Linked DNA regions of Mus musculus: region 2 is linked to region 1. A link is a contact called in public HiChIP or PLAC-seq data. All regions are on one chromosome and are shown on one strand. Each heading gives the region's core, a stretch centred on a gene start, on an enhancer-like site or on the middle of the called end of the contact. The rest is flanking DNA. Distances are from core to core; before and after follow the strand shown. Region 1 holds the start of Rhof (ras homolog family member F (in filopodia)). Region 2 overlaps Clip1 (CAP-GLY domain containing linker protein 1).

Region 1 (7,864 bases), core at 3,658-6,157:
CCAGGGTCCTTTTGGCTTCCAGAGCCTCCCAGCCAGCCAGCATCCTGCAGGGACCTGGCCTGTTAGGGTGTCATGAAGGAAATGCCCCAGAAGGCAGGGGAAACCTTGGGAATGACCACAGGGAGCCTGTGTGCTCTGGTGCACTCACCAGCCGTGTCGTAGAGGTTCAGGGTCACCTCCTTGTTACCCACTGTCACACTAGCCGTGTACTTCTCAAACACCGACGGGGCGTAGTGCTGCGAGAGAGGGGGGGGGTCGGGTTGATCTTTTAAGGGGTGCAAAGGTGAGCTAACCATCCCAGACATATCCCTCCCCCCACGACTGTCTAACACCCTCACTCCAACCAGCTCGAACCTGGCAAACCACTGGGCTCAGGAATTCTCAAAGGGCTGCCTGGAGGAGACAGCTGAGACTCCATGGTCCAGGCTTGGGGCCTGGGTCCAGGTTGGGGTAAAGCCCTTGTTCCCTGCGGTCCCAAGCCCATCCTCACCCCTCCTGCCACCAAGCGGGCCTTACCTCGGGAAATGAGCCTTGGCAGTACACCATTAGCAGGGACGTCTTGCCGCAGCCGCCGTCACCTACGATCACTATCTTCAGCTCCTTCCTCGCCGAGCTGGGGGCGGCGGCTGGGGCCGGAGCACCCGGGGCGTCCATAGCCCGGAGCCCGCAGCGCTGGATGCTGCGCGCTGGCTAGAGCCCAGTAGAGCGACAGGGCAGGGGCGGGGTTACAGGGCAGGGCTACGAGGCTCCACCCACGGGCAGCTGGCGCCACCTCTGCCAGGCAGCCTCCCAGGTTCACCACCCTGTCTTAATTCTCCTCGGCTATGGTCCGGGGACCCCGGGTATTTGTCTTGCAGTCCCAGGGGAAATGAAGAACCTGAAGAAATGGATGCTGAACCGCAAGCGCAGTGCACCCCCACCCCCTGCTTAGTAGATTCGTGGTTTCTGCCTCTTCACAGAGACAGCCTTTAGTTGGCAAGCTCCGCCTTCTAGCAAGGACCCTTTGATTGGCCGGTCCCACCCCCACAGAGAAAACGTTGATTGGCGGGCTGTATCCTAGCACCCGGGTTCGCATCCAGCCCTTGCTGCTACAGCTTATCTTCCCACAGGTTGTAGCCGCGGTCGTTCGGAGAAGATGCCAAAAGGTGGGTTGTGTGTGTCCACATAGTCTGACCCTGGCCTTAGCCGGTGTGCAAATGCAGGAATTCTGCCCACCTACCCTGCCCACCCATTCCGTTGGCCCGTACTGTGGAGCCATGGCGCCCCCTGCCGGCGAATGCCTTCCGTCAGCAGCCTGTTTTCAGGGCGGACTCAAGATACTCGGCTCGGAAGGGCGACCCCAAACATGACAAGTCGCAAATGTGACAAGCCGAGAGCCCTAGTTGAGAATATCTGGACCTTCCGTAAACTTTGGAAACGGATAATCCTTGTCGCTACCAATAAGTGTTCTGGTGTCCGGTCTTTCACCCCAGGAGCTCCACTCTCATCCCCATTCAAATTGCTAGTACTCCCAGAACTACTAGCAGTACAGCTGGCTCATATCACTGCGACCCATGCTTTTCCTGTTACTGTGTGCCGCGAGTCCACCTCCAAAATCAGGCCAGTGGTCAAGCGGTAGGACCCCAGGAGACTGCCAGCAGTAGGCAGATCCTGAGGGTGAATATAATTCTACTAGAGGAGTTCATTTCTTCAAAGCAGTGTTGGCAAAGCTCTTGTCCTGGGCCTCACAATGGGGAGTCTTGATTTTCAAGTTCTCAGCAAACATCAAGAAAATTTTACTCTGTGGAGTAACTACCAACCTCACTCCTTGTTTCCCCGCCTCCTCCCCCATTGCGCCAGGAGACGCAATACACGGCTCCACCACCAGAGGACAGCAGCGACCGCCCGTGAAAACGCAAAGACAACAGGGTGGGTGGAAACCTGAACCAATCTCCAGCTGTTAGGGAGAAGCCCCTCTTGTCACTGGATCAACCGCCCATAGACAAATGTTCAGCAACTCACTCATTCCTTTTTTTGCAACTTGTTTATTGAGAAACAACCATGTTCCTGCCTGTGAGGAGCTCAGTCTAGAGGAGGCAGTATTGACGGAGTTCCCGGGACCAGTGAGATCAATTTCGAGACTACAGCTGAGGGGCCAGGAAGGTTGTGTTTGTTATATTGGGTACAGCTGTATAGAGGGCGAGCCAATAGAAGCTGGAGGGGTGCCCAACTTGGGCAAATGTACCGCAGCTGGAAAACCACCTTCAGGTTTTCAGTGGTGATGAGGGAGACAGGCCCAAGTGGTTGTCAAGGTAACGGGCTAAATCAGGGAGGGCCTAAGTGCTGGCTGAAGGGGGGGGGGGGGGAGGAGGAGGGCTGCAAAGAGACGAGACAGGACTCAATGGAGTGAGTCCTGTCAAAACCAGGCAGGAGAGGAGGAGCTAGGGCTATCTCTTAGTGGCCAGTGAGGGTGGCAAAAAATAAAAAATAAATAAAAATAAATAAAAAGGGAAGGACAATTTCCATTGATGTGCCAGAGGTGAGGTTCCTCAGAAGCACAGAGCAGGTGACTCCAGTGTGGAATAGCAATCACACAGAGAGAGGGGGATTGAGAGTGGGCTGGGACCCACTTACCTTTGCAGGACCCCAGGTTTCTTCTCTCAGACATCTTTTGGCTTGGCTCTCGACCCAGGAGGCTGGCTGGCTGCAGTTTGCCAAGGGGAGAATTCACTTCTAAGAAAAAAAACTTGTTCTACTACATATAACCAAGAGAGGGCTCCTGGCTTCCCACAAACTCCCCCAGACCTGTGTGGAGGAAGAGCAAGTCTGCAGGGAGGAAATGACCAAAAGCGACCAGCTCTGGGGAGGGTTCAGACAGCACACGGCCACCCCACCCGTTCCAGCCTGCCTACTCACCCAGCCCTACCTCAGCAGGAGGCTGGCAAAGTCCCAGCACTACCCGGCCTAGAGTGTTGGATTTGGACTCAACTCTGGTGGTGATGGTGGGGCTGGATCTGTAACTAAAAATAACCAGGAATCTAGCCAGCTGCTGGTGAGAGCCTCCTCAGAGGTCGGGCCGGGCCAGCTGAGGAGATAGGCGCGCGCGCGCGCACTCACACCCACCCAGGGTGGCTTTACTCCCTCATCAGCAAGATGTTCAGGGGGCCTGGGGCACTCTCCATTGTCCAGGAATTCCTAGAGAGCAGAGGAAAGCAAGAAATTGCTTCTGTGGGTTCTTGCCTCAAACCCCCCTCAGGGAGCTGTCAGGTGGTCACTGCAGAGACTAAAGCTCAGATCCAGGGGGGCAGAGGAGAACAGACTGCAGCCTTTAAGGACAAAGTACAAATTTGGGTGGGGGAGGCTAAGGCCACCACTCCCCTATTCAGAGGCCCCATAAATCAATTATTGAGCTATCCAAATGCAGATGGAACGGATAAGAGGGGGGAGATAAAGACTCTAGCAGAGGGGTGAAGCCAGGCTATCTTATCTACCTGGTTAGGCAGCCTGACCGCTCCAAGTCTCAGCTACTTAACAGCTCCAGGGAACAAGCAGAGGATGGGCTTAGTGATTTCTGGAAGCCAGGCGGAAAACCAGCGAACGTTGGTACAAAGGGATATACCTAGGGTCCTAACCTGTCACTAGGACTAGCCCGGACACAGCAAGACCCTCCTCCATCACGCGACAATTTAATAGCTCTGAAGGTTTTTGTTCAACTTTCCCTCCTGGTTCCCATTGGCACGGAACAATCCGAGAAAACACTGGGGGCCGTGGAGAGCGGGGATGGCGGGTCCTCCGACCCACCTCGGTTGCAGAGAGTCTAAAAAGGTCATATTCCAAACTTGGGCTCGGGGCCAGGTGGAGGAGCCGGAAGGGGCGGGGACACTGGAATCTCGTGTAGTAAATCGAGTACAGCCACCTCCCAGTTCAGGCAAGCCTTCTGCTGGCGTGGCCCTCTCTCTGCAGGCCAGAGCGGCTCCGCCCCACGCTCCGTGGGTGACCAGGAGGCGGGGCACCCCTCGGGGCCAGGAACAACAGCAGGACAAACTGCCCCACCCTACAGCCCAGGAGGTGATAAGGGGCCAAAGAAAGGAGAGAGAGAGAGAGAGGTGGAAAAGACCTGAAGTAGAGAGCAAGCCACAAGTTGGTCCCGGTCACTTCCATCTTCCCCTTTCAAGCACCACGTCACAGCTTAGCGCCTAATTGCTCCCTAAAGCCTGTAGCCCTCCAGGGTACAGCTGACACAGCGCGACTTAAATCAATTAGTGGGAGGCTGGAGGAGATAAAGACCCCAGCCAGATCCAAGGACTCTAACCAGAGCCTTTAGGGTTGATCAGTTGTGTTCCAAGGCTTACCAGGTATCTAAAGTATGAACGAGACCAACCTAGCAAAGCGCTCTTCTCCCCGCCCCCCTTCTCAATAGGGGTGAGGAGTTCAGCCTTCCCAGCAGAAAGCCAGCTCATCGACGGACTTGATGCCTGGCCCTCTGCACCAGCGGGAGCCACGGGACCATTGTGGAGCCTTGCTATACCAGACAGCTCTCTCTGGCAGTGATAAAGGCAGACAGCTGGCACGGGAGGGAGCCTAAAATAACCCAGACAGCTGGGCAAGGGGGTGTCACGGGCCCAGGTTCTGGGCTGAAAATCAAGACACCTGGAACCCTGTCCAGGCTCTGCTCCGTGGTGGCCTCATAACCTTGGGTGAGACATTTCTTCTCTTGGGGCTATTGGTGGGTGGCCCTTAAATCCCGACCCAACCACAGGACAGCCTACGGAGCCCCGGGAACAGCCTGGACTCAAACACTAGAAGAAAAACAGGGCTGGCTGCCTTCCCAAGCAAAGCCAGTTTTCTTTCTCCTTTGCCTGGAGGCTCCAGCACGTGCTTCAGGAAGTGGGCTGGCGGGGAGGAGCCCTGGAGACAGCCCAGCCCCCACCGGCGCAGGCAGCAACCACTCCCAGCAACAATCCTTATCACAATGGAGGCCAACTGGTTGTGAGGTCAGAGCAGGAGTCTGGCCCTCTTAATCTCACTTAATCCTCCCACCAACCTTTTCCAGCAGGTATTGTGGTCTTTTTAACCCGGGGAGGGGGAAGAGAGGCAATGGTCCAAGGTCACTAGCTAGGTCCACATCTAACCTACAGCTGCCAGACTAGAAGCACCCTGATTAGGCACCAATCTGCCTCCAGCAACAACTCAGGGAAGCCTTCCAGGCTCCCCGACTCACACGTCAGCACTCACTGTAGGGGTGAGGAGAAAAGAGAAGACTAGAGGCTGGAAGCTGAGGCCCAAATAGGGGAAGCCAGCAGGAGCCGCGGCACCTGAGGCCAAATGGCTTATCAAAGTAACAAAACGAGAAACACACTAGGGGGCCAGGGGTCAGGGATCAAGGGCCACACCAGTTTCAGCAGCAAAGCTTCCTGCCTAGGAGGAGGGCAAGCCAACTGCTAGCCACCAAGCTGGGTGACATCCCAGGTGCCACCTACTAGAGAGAGTCTAGAAACTTGGTGCTACCTGGAACCTTGTAAGAAGAGCAAGTTCTTAGATGTAACTGCCTAAGAGGGAAACTCGAGAAATGGGCACAGTCGGGTTTAATGGGTCCAACCACTGACTTCTGATGCCGGTGCAGCTGGGGAGACCCTGCTCAGAGACTAAGCACAGACCTCATTGACTCTGTAAGATCACTACAGACAGGTGAAGGGCCAGCCTCCGTTTGTGTCACGTTCTAGAAGCCAGGCTACCGACACCTGGCCTTGTTGAGAGCTCGGATCCAGGAAAAGGAGAAGCCAAGGAAATCTTTTCTCTCGGGAAGCTGGCTACCACTTCACATCTTTTGCTTCTTTGTCTATCCAGCAAGGCAGACATCAGAAGGGGGCTCAGCTGGTCCCCCTAATGGGGTTCAGGAACAATGTCTGAAGCACCACTGGGAAACCTGGCAGCAGTCACCGTCTTCAGAAGTTTCCAGGGCCCTCCCAGCCACCATAAACCACACCACTGGGAAATACTTGGTAGTCCTTGCTCTAGTAAGCTGCTAAATTCGGCATGAGAATCGCCCGCCCTAAACGCCCCACAGCAGAAGCTGACAGGCGGGGCTGGATGGACCCAGCAGGCCGCCCATTTCACACACACAACCGCCACATCAGCGTGGGGGAGGGGCTGCAGAACCAGCCCAGCAGGTTTGGGGATCCCAAGCCGCCCTTCGAAGGCTGCAGGTCAAAGCCCGGCAACAGTTCTCTGAACTTGGGGAAAGGGCTCTTACCTACCTTAGTGGGGGAAGGCTCTCAGTCAAATTGGGCCTGCTCCAGATGTCCAGAGGAAGCAAGGATTGTCTACAGTGGGGATAACACAGACATGGCTCCGGTCTCCGGCCAAGACCTGTAAATTCGGACGTTCTGTTAGGGCAATTCCACAGTTTGTAGGTTCAGAGAGAATGGATTGGCCAAATGCAATACCAACAGGGTCTACTAGATAGAAAGGGAGTCACAGAAATGCTGTGTCCCCCCCCCCCCTTTCCCAGCTGACAAGGCGGCCCTCACTGTGGAATGGGTGGGGGTGGGGTGAGGGTGGCTGAGTCACTAAAGTTCAACCCAGGAGACCAGCAGCGGGAGACGACTCATCTGCATTTCCAAAGACCCGCCCTGTCCACATCCCCTCCCCCAGGAAGGCCAGGATCTAAGGCTTTACCCTCGGGCACTATCGCGGCGGGGGGCTGGGGGGGATCCCGAAGGGGAGGCCCCAATCGGCTTTCCCAAGCCCCAGCCCACCCCCTTCCAAAACACACCTCCAACCCACAGAGAGCTGGGTTGGAGGCTGGGCCCCTGGCGTCCAAGTGAAGCCACTGCGAAGGCCTCTAACCCCAAGTGGGGACAAAAGGGGAGACCCGCCCCTCCGGCTCGACTACCAAAGGACGTCTGGGGGAGGCAGGGGTGGGTCTCCCGAAGCCAAGTGGCAGTGAAGGGAGGCTGGAGCAGCCTCTTAGCCCTTGGCTAACTACTGGCTCCTGTTCCGAGGCAGAACGGCAGGCAGTGCAAGCCAGAGCGAGGCCTCGTGCCCGTGTGGGCCTTGGGAGGCCGGGGCTGCCACGGAGATCGGGGTCCCTCACCCGCCTCCAGGGGCTCGCCCTACCCGGCCTCGGCTCCCCCCGCGGCCGCCACTGCCCGAACCGCGCCTGGGGGGAGGGGCTCGGGGGGATCGAGTGCGGAGAATTAGGGTGCGCGACGCCCCCCGGGGCCTAAGGCCCCCCGAGACCCGTCACCAGGATCGCGGGCGCCGTGCCTGGCAGGCTGTTAGGGCCCGGGGCTGCCTCTCGGCTCCCAGCGACAACCAGGGAAAAGCAGGATGGCGGAAGGAAGGAGGAAAGCCGGCCGCCATTAGCCAGAGAGCAGTATTGAATGGCCCGGCGGCTTCAGCCTTGGCTCCAACCCGACCCAGCCCTCGGCTCGGCTCAAAAACCTGAAAATAAAACTCGTGTTTGAGAGGGAGGAGCGAGCGCGGCCCGGAGGACAAGCAGCGCCAGGCTGCAGGCGGGAGAGAGATGCTGCGTCATGATGCCAACATGGACGCCGGCCTTTTGTCCTTTTTCTCTTTGGAAGAGCAGGCGAGCCCCGGAGCCCCGAAAAGCTGGCTTCCGGGGGACAGAAACCCCCACAATCAATCAGGAACGAGACTTTAAGATGGGTGGGAAGGTTTCCTCGCTTTTTTCAGCCCCTCCATCTCCAAAACACTTCGATTTCTTCTCTGCCACTAAGGTGCAAACCTGAGGCGAGCCAAAGGGACTAGCGCAGGCGGCTCCATGGATGCCCCAGGGTACTGGGGACAGGCTCTCTTCGCCTTTGGGTGCAAAAGAGGCAGAGGGGTCTGGAGAGCCCTAGTCCCCTCACCCACCCACTGC
Region 2 (7,864 bases), core at 2,944-5,443, 530 kb after region 1:
CTGACGGGAGCATCTGAGAACCACCACTAAATTACTGATCAAGGATTAATTGGAAGTTCAGTTTCCCAATCGCATGCCCGGGAATCGTCCACAGCTGACCCCAGAACAGCTCAGGACTCTGCCTCCTCCATGGCTTCCCAGGGGTTCTCCCTGCTTCCCAAGTCTTCAGCTTCACCTGCTGAAACCTACACTCACTCGCTTTCCAAAACCACCCCAGCTCCTCGCCAACGCAAACGTGTCCATCCTTCTCTTTCCAGTGCACTGTCCATTTTGTTTGGTCTGTCTGCTATTTGTTTATGACAGGCTCTCGTGGATCCAGGAGAGACTCAGACTTGCTATGTAGCTGAGAGTAACTGAACTTCTGATCCCCCTGCCTCCATCTCCTGAGTACTGGGATTACATGTGTGCTTAACCAGGTTGGGTGTGTGTGTGTGTGTGTGTGTGTGTGTGTGTGTGTGTGTGAGTGTGTGAGTGTGTGTGTGGATACAGGTGTCAGGGTGAGTACATGGGAGGTCAGAGGACAACTTTATAGAGTCAGCTCTCTCTCCTTTCACCTTTTAAAGTATGATCTGAGGACTCAACTCAGATGCTTGCCAGACTTGTGTGGCATCTGAGCCATCTCATCAGCCCTGTTTCTAGGTTTCTGAAATAGGATGTCACACGGGAATACTGACTGGCCTCAAACTCATGGCGATTCTCTGGCAGTGGCCTTCTACAGTGCTGGGATACAGGCACAAGCAACCACAACTCACTGAGTCTGTGTGGTTTTCACAGCATCCAGCACATTTAGCGGTCTCTGTGTGGACTGTAAATTCTCTCTGAAGAAATTACATTTTAGCCATTTTTATATTTCCTACAACATATAATACACATTCACTAAATAAAGGAAAACACTCTAAACTTTTACTCTGACTGGCTGGGGCGCACCTAATATGTTTTAAATTGTACTTCCTGCTCACTACAGATGACATAAGAATATATAACGGATACAAACATATGGAACTTACAATGTATCTGGGGAGAAGATTCACACCCACAAAAAAATAACTAAGCACACAATGCCACTTATAAGACATAACAAGCCATGTGATTATCCCAAAACTGTCCTAGAAGGCCAAAAGGGTGGACCAGAGTACAAGGAAAAGGCTTCGAGAGCAAGGCAAAAAGCAAAGCATGTGTGAGCTGGAAGGAAACAGACGTTACAGTCGGGAGGCAGAGGAGATGGCAAAGGACAAAGCCTGTGGATTGGACAGTGAGCTCAGTTGGATGAGCATCAGAGGATTCCTCTAAGAAATCAAGTCTAAAGGGAAAACTGCAGGAGATGCTCAAGAGCCTCCGATCAATTAATGAATGAAGAAACTATTCAACTTCCCTAACCCTTCACCTCAGATGCAGGGCCTTTATTACAGGAGTCTACTAGCACAATGAAAGCTGTCTACAGCATCTCAGACTTCATACTTATTTCAAGAGTTCATCTCGGTTACTTTAGTCTCACTCCCATTAACAGGCAAATCTGAAGCCCAGGGCCAGCAGCCTTTCCGTGGTTCGTTTGAAATCCTCACTCGGTGCGCTAGTCAGTACAGGTCCGAGCTGGGGCTGCTGGCCTCAGGCTAACGCAGGAGAGCAGAGTCCTGAGCGGCAGGGATGGTGCTCACAAGGGGACTTCGGGGAAGACTATCATCTAGAACTCTTGAGACGACACTCTGGCAAGGACGAGTATAGCTGTGAAGACTAGCTACCGCTGAGCACAGGAGACCACATCCAGCCTTTCTACTACCAGACACAGGGAGTGGACTAGGCTAGATATCCTACAGCTTGCCTTTATTTGATACATTTTTTTTGTATCTCAGACTTCCAGTCTGTGAGACCAAAAGCTCAGTATGTGGCCTCTGTGTTTTCAAGTATGGTAACCTCCAGCTACTTGTGGTTTTGTGTGTGTGTGCGTGTGTGTGTGTGTGTGTGTGTGTGTGTGTGTGTGTTGTTGAGATAGGGTCTCACAGTGAAGCCCTGGATGGCCTGAAACTTACCATGCACATCAGCAGACTGGCCTAGAACTCACACAGACCTGCCCGCCTCAGCCACACCTGACCTACTTTTTTCTTATTAGCTTTACTGCCCCCTCCCTGTATATAAGTGTGCAGGTGCGCGTGGAAACCAAAAGAGCATAATGCGCCCTAGGTGTGGTGGAGCTGCCCAAACTCCAGCCCCCTGCATGAGTGACAAAAGTTCTTAACCCTGGAACCCTGTCTCTAGGCACTCCATGTTAAATGTAATGCTTCAGTCACATCCAAATGTACGATTAACTAGCGACAGTGCCAGAGACACAACAATTCCAATCACTACACACAGGGCAGATAGTCCTATCAGACAACACTATCCTGCAACTTCCTCCATCCAAGGGTACTCTTCTTGCCAAAGACTTGATCTCATTTAAAGTGACTGCCCAAGTGGCAGGAGAGATGGCTCAGCAATTACAAGCACCTATTGCTCTCAGGGGACCTAGTTCGGTTCCCAGTTAAGCGGCCACAACTACCTGCAACTCCAGTTGCAGGAGCTACACCCTCTTCTGACCATCTGACATACATATGCCCAAAATGCTTATACACACAAAAATCAATAAAAAATGTTAAAGGTGACTACCTACGCCCAGCACAGTAGTGTAAGCCTTTAGTCCCAGCACTGAATAGGCAGTGGCAGGCAGTTCCCTGAGTTTGAGGCCAACCTGGTGTACATAATGAGTTCCTGGGCAGCCAGGTATACACAGAGAAACCCTGTCTCAAAAAACAAATAAACAAACAAAAAAGCGAGTGCCTGAGGAAAAATTAAGTACTTCACAAATAATGATTCAACCAAATTTTTTGAAACCAAATCTTAAGTACCTGAGGCTTGCCTAAAACTTGATGTGTAGCCGAAGATGACCTTGAACTTGTGTCCTGTGGCCTCTAACCCCCCAGTGCTGGAATTACTAGCCTGCACAACCATGCAGTTTTTGTGGTGCTGAAGACTGAGCCCAGAGCTTCATGCATACTATGAAAGCACTCTGGTAACTGAGCTACACCTTTCATCTTTCAAAATATTTTAAACTCCATTTTCAGAGGTAATTTATCCCAGAACTGTGAGGAGGCTGAGGCAAGAGGAATACAAGTTCAAAATCAGCCTGAACTGACCCTACTTAAAGAGGAGGAGGAGGAGGAGCAGGAGCAGGAGCAGGAGGAGGAGGAGGAGGAGCAGCAGCAGCAGAAGGAGGAGAAGGAGAAGGAGCAGCAGCAGGAGAAGGAGCAGCAGCAGCAAACAATAAGCTTTCCAGGACAGCCAGGGCACACAGAGAAACCCTTTCTCGAAAAACCAGAAAACAAGCAAGCAAAGAAGCAAGAGTGAAGTACCTTACTGGTGGTCCACGAGAGTTGTGATGTGGCTCTAACAACACTATCAGCTGTTTCCCAACCTTGGATCAAAATACCCTAGAGTTACATGGATGTGTAGTTACTAAACAAAGCAAAATATATCCAAGGCCTGCAGAGAAGTCCAACAGCTCCAAAAAGTAATGGCTATGTCACGATAATCAACACCACCTCCCCACGTGAGAGGTCTTGTGTGGATGTGTATACACTGCTAAATATACTTTCCATTAGTCACAGCCAAGGCAGTGGCTCAGGCCTGTGATGCCAGAAACTGAGAGAGGAAAGTAAGAGGACAGCCATAAGTTCTAGGCCAGCTGGGGCTACACAGTGAAACCCTGCTTCAAAAAGCCAAAAGGAGAAGCATGAAAGCCCCTTCCAAGATAAAGGTCACACTGCTCTACAGCCTTGTTTTCCAAAAAACACCAGTGTGTGCTGGTGTCGTCTGTCTGTCTATCTGTGTCATGTTGAGTCTGTGTGGATATGAATATGTGTATGTGTGTCGTGTGTGTGTGTGTGTGTGTGTGTGTGTGTGCATAACCTGAATTTTGCATTTATAACACTGAATGATGCCTGATAGTCGTTTTTCTCAAGCCAAGAGCTATTTGGAAAGTGTTTATCTTTAGAACTTACATCAGCTCTGAAAAGTTAAAAATAGCTTCTGTTTTGCTTGTACTCTTAAAAGGAAGAAGCAGGAAGATCATCTAGTTCCAAGCGCCAGGCAGCACCGGGAGATTACAGGGCACTGTTCAGGCACACAATCCCCTTCTTGCTCCCTCCTCCTCGCTAAAGGGTCCGCACTTCCTCCCGCAGACAGGAAGGTGTATTACTCAACGTCAACACTGAAGAAACGGTTTTGCTGTCCTGTGTGACCTCTGAACTCTCTGGAGAGACAACGGCAGGCCTGGAACTTTTTAAACTAGATTAATGTCATCAACTTGAAATTTAATTCAGATCTGATCTAGAACCTACAACCTAAGGGCAAAGAAGCAAGATATTTATTTCAAAGAAGCAGACAACCTTAGGGGACCTGTCCTCAGGTTAAAAAAGAAAAAAGTGTGCTTTATGTGTCTTAAGGTGTCAGTTTTGCTACAGTTATGATCCCAGAAAATAAGATATTCCTCTATTGCAGAAAGTGGTCATCCTCTATGAAGTGCGGTCTGGTCCACATTTGTCTTTTGTGTGTATGTGTTTGGGGGTGGGGTATTTTATTTCAATTTGTTTGCTTGGTTTTAAATATTTCTCTTTATTATTTTTAAGTGTGCGTATGTATGTGTATGTGTGTATGTTGTGTGTGAACATGAATGTAGGTGCCTTCAGTGATCACAGGTATCAGATCGCCACAGAACTGGCATTATAGGCTACATCTCAGTTATGAGCTGGGAACCAAACTCATATCCTTTATAAGAACAGTACCACAAAGAGTATCACTAAGTACCATGATAGCTTTTAACCACTAAGCTGTCTCTAGAGTCCCTTGTTTGCTTTAAAAAAAAAAAATCATGACGTTTATTTATCGGGAGCATGTTGGGGTTAGTCTGGGGCTGCTGTGCATTCAAATACTAAGTACTGGTATCTGCCTAGTAACTGTGCTAAAGCTAAATAAATAAATCATAGTCGGAGTCTCATTCATTTGGAAGCTAGTGGAGATAGAAATAGCCCAATAATCTACGGGGCACACGCACAGGTTTGGAGGTCAGAGAATTTCTTGCCAAAGTCGATTTACTCTTTCCACCGTATGGGTTCCAGGGGATCTAACTCAGGTAGTCAGCTTTGAAGGAAAGCACCTTCACCTGCTGCGCCATCACTGAAACATGGCATTCTATGGCCTAAGCTCTCCTGGGACTTCTGGCGATCTACCTGCCTCAACCTCCCAAAGGTGCTGGGATCCCAGATGTAGACATCACCCCAGCTTTGGCATACACAGTGTCAGATATATAGTTACAGCTTCAATATCTAGACAACAACAACATCTAGGGGATGCTTCCAACCATGAGAACAGTGCCTGTGTTCAGCAAGTACCACAATGGTTAGCTACCACCACTTTCAAGAATTCAAGGCCTCCACCAGGCGGCGGTGGCGCACGCCTTTAATACCAGCAGTTGGGAGGCAGAGGCAGGTGGATTTCTGAGTTCGAGGCCAGCCTGGTCTACAAAGTAAGTTCCAGGACAGCCAGAGAACACAGAGAAACCCTGTCTCAAAAAAAACAGAAAGAAAGAGAGAGGGAGGGAAGGAGGGAGGGAGAGAGGGAGGGAAGGAGGGAGGGAGGGAGGAAGAAAGAAAGAAAGAAAGAAAGAAAGAAAGAAAGAAAGAAAGAAAGAAAGAGAATTCAAGGTCTCCACTTCCCTTAGATACAACTAAACTTTGAACAGGAAATTATAGAAAAATGTTCTTCTGCTCCAAACAAAACTTTAAAGCTCACACATTCAGTTCAGTACCCCAACCTTACTGTGCACTCCTTCTAACAGGCAATCACCTAAAACCTGCCTCATAAAAATGAAAGCAATCAAAGCACTCAACTGCTTTGGCAGAGGACCCAGGTTTGGGTCCCAGACCCACATGGTGGCTCCCAGTGGTTTGTAACTGCGGCTCCTTTCTCCTTACTTCAGTGGGTATCTGCATGTGTGCGGTATGCATACTCATTGTCAGCTTAAGCACATAAACACTCATAAAAAAATTTAAAGTGAGAATATTCAAAACATGCAGATAAGGAAAACATTTCTTGTAATAGCAGAAAGTAATGGGTGGGTTAGCAGGGTATTATACGGGCCATAGCCATGCTACACAGGTGCTGTGCCTGCATCTCCAGTCCAAATACTTAGACCTTAAAAACAAAAACAGAAAAAAAAAAAAAAAACCTATGGAAGTCCAGTAACGACTACATCTCAAAGTCTGGAGGAGAGGTTAGTGTCACCCCACATTTTATGCAAAGCACAAAAAGCGGTCACTCTTTCAGCTGCCAAGACAGCCCCATTTCAAGGCCCCTCTGGGGCTGCTCCCTTCTGCTCAGACTCCTCATCACGTAATCCATCTTAACCACTCAAGGAGCTCTCGTAAAAGGGACGTTCAAAACCTAAAGCCAGTTCTAGTCTCCCTACTTAGAGATAACTGCAAGATACAGAGATACCTTTCATGGGGGGGCCGGGGGGGGGGGGAGTGTGATCTAGGGGCTGGAATGATTGATGGCAGCCGGACACTGGCTTCAGTTCCCAGCACCCAAGTGGTTGTAACTCTAGCTTCAGGTATGTAAGACCTTTCCTTCTGACCTCCATGGGCATGAGGCACACAGTTTAAAATATTCTTTTAAAAAAATAATCTAAAGTGATTAAATACTTCCCCCTGGTAAAAATTCACCTCTTCTTGGTAATTTCAGGGTTTCTGTTTCCTTGCTCGCTTCCTGTTTTTAATCGTCTCCCATAACCCTGCACTTGGAATGCAGCTAAAGCTGTCAGGAACTTCTCATCTTCCCTATCCGATTCCCACGCGCTGGAAGATATAATTTCAAATTTCTTTTTTTTTTTTTTTTTTTTTTTAAGATTTATTTATTTATTATATGTAAGTACACTGTAGCTGTCTTCAGACACTCCAGAAGAGGGAGTCAGATCTCGTTACGGATGGTTGTGAGTCACCATGTGGTTGCTGGGATTTGAACTCCGGACCTTTGGAAGAACAGTCGGGTGCTCTTACCCACTGAGCCATCTCACCAGCAAATTTCAAATTTCTACAATGTGTGTGTACAAGTTATCTCAGTCCTAAAATCTTCATGTTTAAGAAAACAGGGATACATGACTGGGAAAAATAAAGGAACACGCAGGACACTGCTGTAATGGCCGTCCACCAGACATGGTGGCCCATACTCATACGCCCAGCACTAAGGGCACTGAGATAGGAGTACAGAAGGTCAGTCCAGCCTGGGCTACATTTCCCATTTCAAAACACAAAAGCACCCTCCAGGGCTACACACACACACACACACACACACACACACACTCAGGCACACACATACATCCATGCGCGCACACACACATACACCAGCAAAGCATAGTGCCACAAGCCTATATAATACAAGCACTTAGGGAACAAAAACAGGAAAATCATGAGTTCAAGGTCAGCCTGGGATATATATCAAATTCAAAGCCAGCCAAGACTATGAGACTTTATTAAGACCAAAAACTTAGAAGAAGGCTCTTAATTTCTCCACCTAGAGTCAAACACTGAAGGTAACCAGACTTGATTCCTACTTTACTTTTTGGTTTTGTTTGTTTTTTTGAGACAGTGTTTTTCACTTGTGTAATTCTGGCTGCCTGGATCTTGATCAGAGATCAACCTGACTCTGCCTCCCAAGTGATGGAATTTAAGCCATGCACTACCACATTTGGAACACAGGGGATGACCATTTATCAAGTGTATGTTTCAGGCATCCAGGAACATAAAGTTTTGACATAGTGCTAGTGACTGAACCCAGA

The links. HiChIP or PLAC-seq counts read pairs in DNA pulled down with a chosen protein or histone mark.
Region 2: a contact with region 1 is called in an H3K4me3 HiChIP or PLAC-seq map of bone marrow-derived macrophages, with 2.6 times the contacts expected there. The contact joins two enhancer-like sites. A contact is called at or near these places in 2 of 115 datasets of contacts at active chromatin or transcription factors (bone marrow-derived macrophages and memory CD8 T cells) and 1 of 9 other capture datasets (pancreatic islet).

The regions. Positions count from the first base shown.
Region 1 is chr5:123,131,719-123,139,582 of GRCm38.p6, forward strand. It overlaps Rhof (ras homolog family member F (in filopodia)), which reads right to left and starts at 911. Exons shown (of 5, transcript NM_175092.3): 1 at 517-911; 2 at 149-236. The coding sequence starts at 654. Within about 2 kb of position 4,908, at least 257 of the 459 cell types and tissues checked have an H3K27ac peak or open chromatin away from gene starts, as enhancers often do. A contact at or near this core is called in bone marrow-derived macrophages and pancreatic islet, where this site is marked.
Region 2 is chr5:123,658,123-123,665,986 of GRCm38.p6, forward strand. All of the region lies in intron 1 of Clip1 (CAP-GLY domain containing linker protein 1), which reads right to left. Among named protein-coding and RNA genes, the nearest start is that of Clip1, 22 kb to the right of the region's middle. Within about 2 kb of position 4,194, at least 115 of the 459 cell types and tissues checked have an H3K27ac peak or open chromatin away from gene starts, as enhancers often do. A contact at or near this core is called in bone marrow-derived macrophages and pancreatic islet, where this site is marked.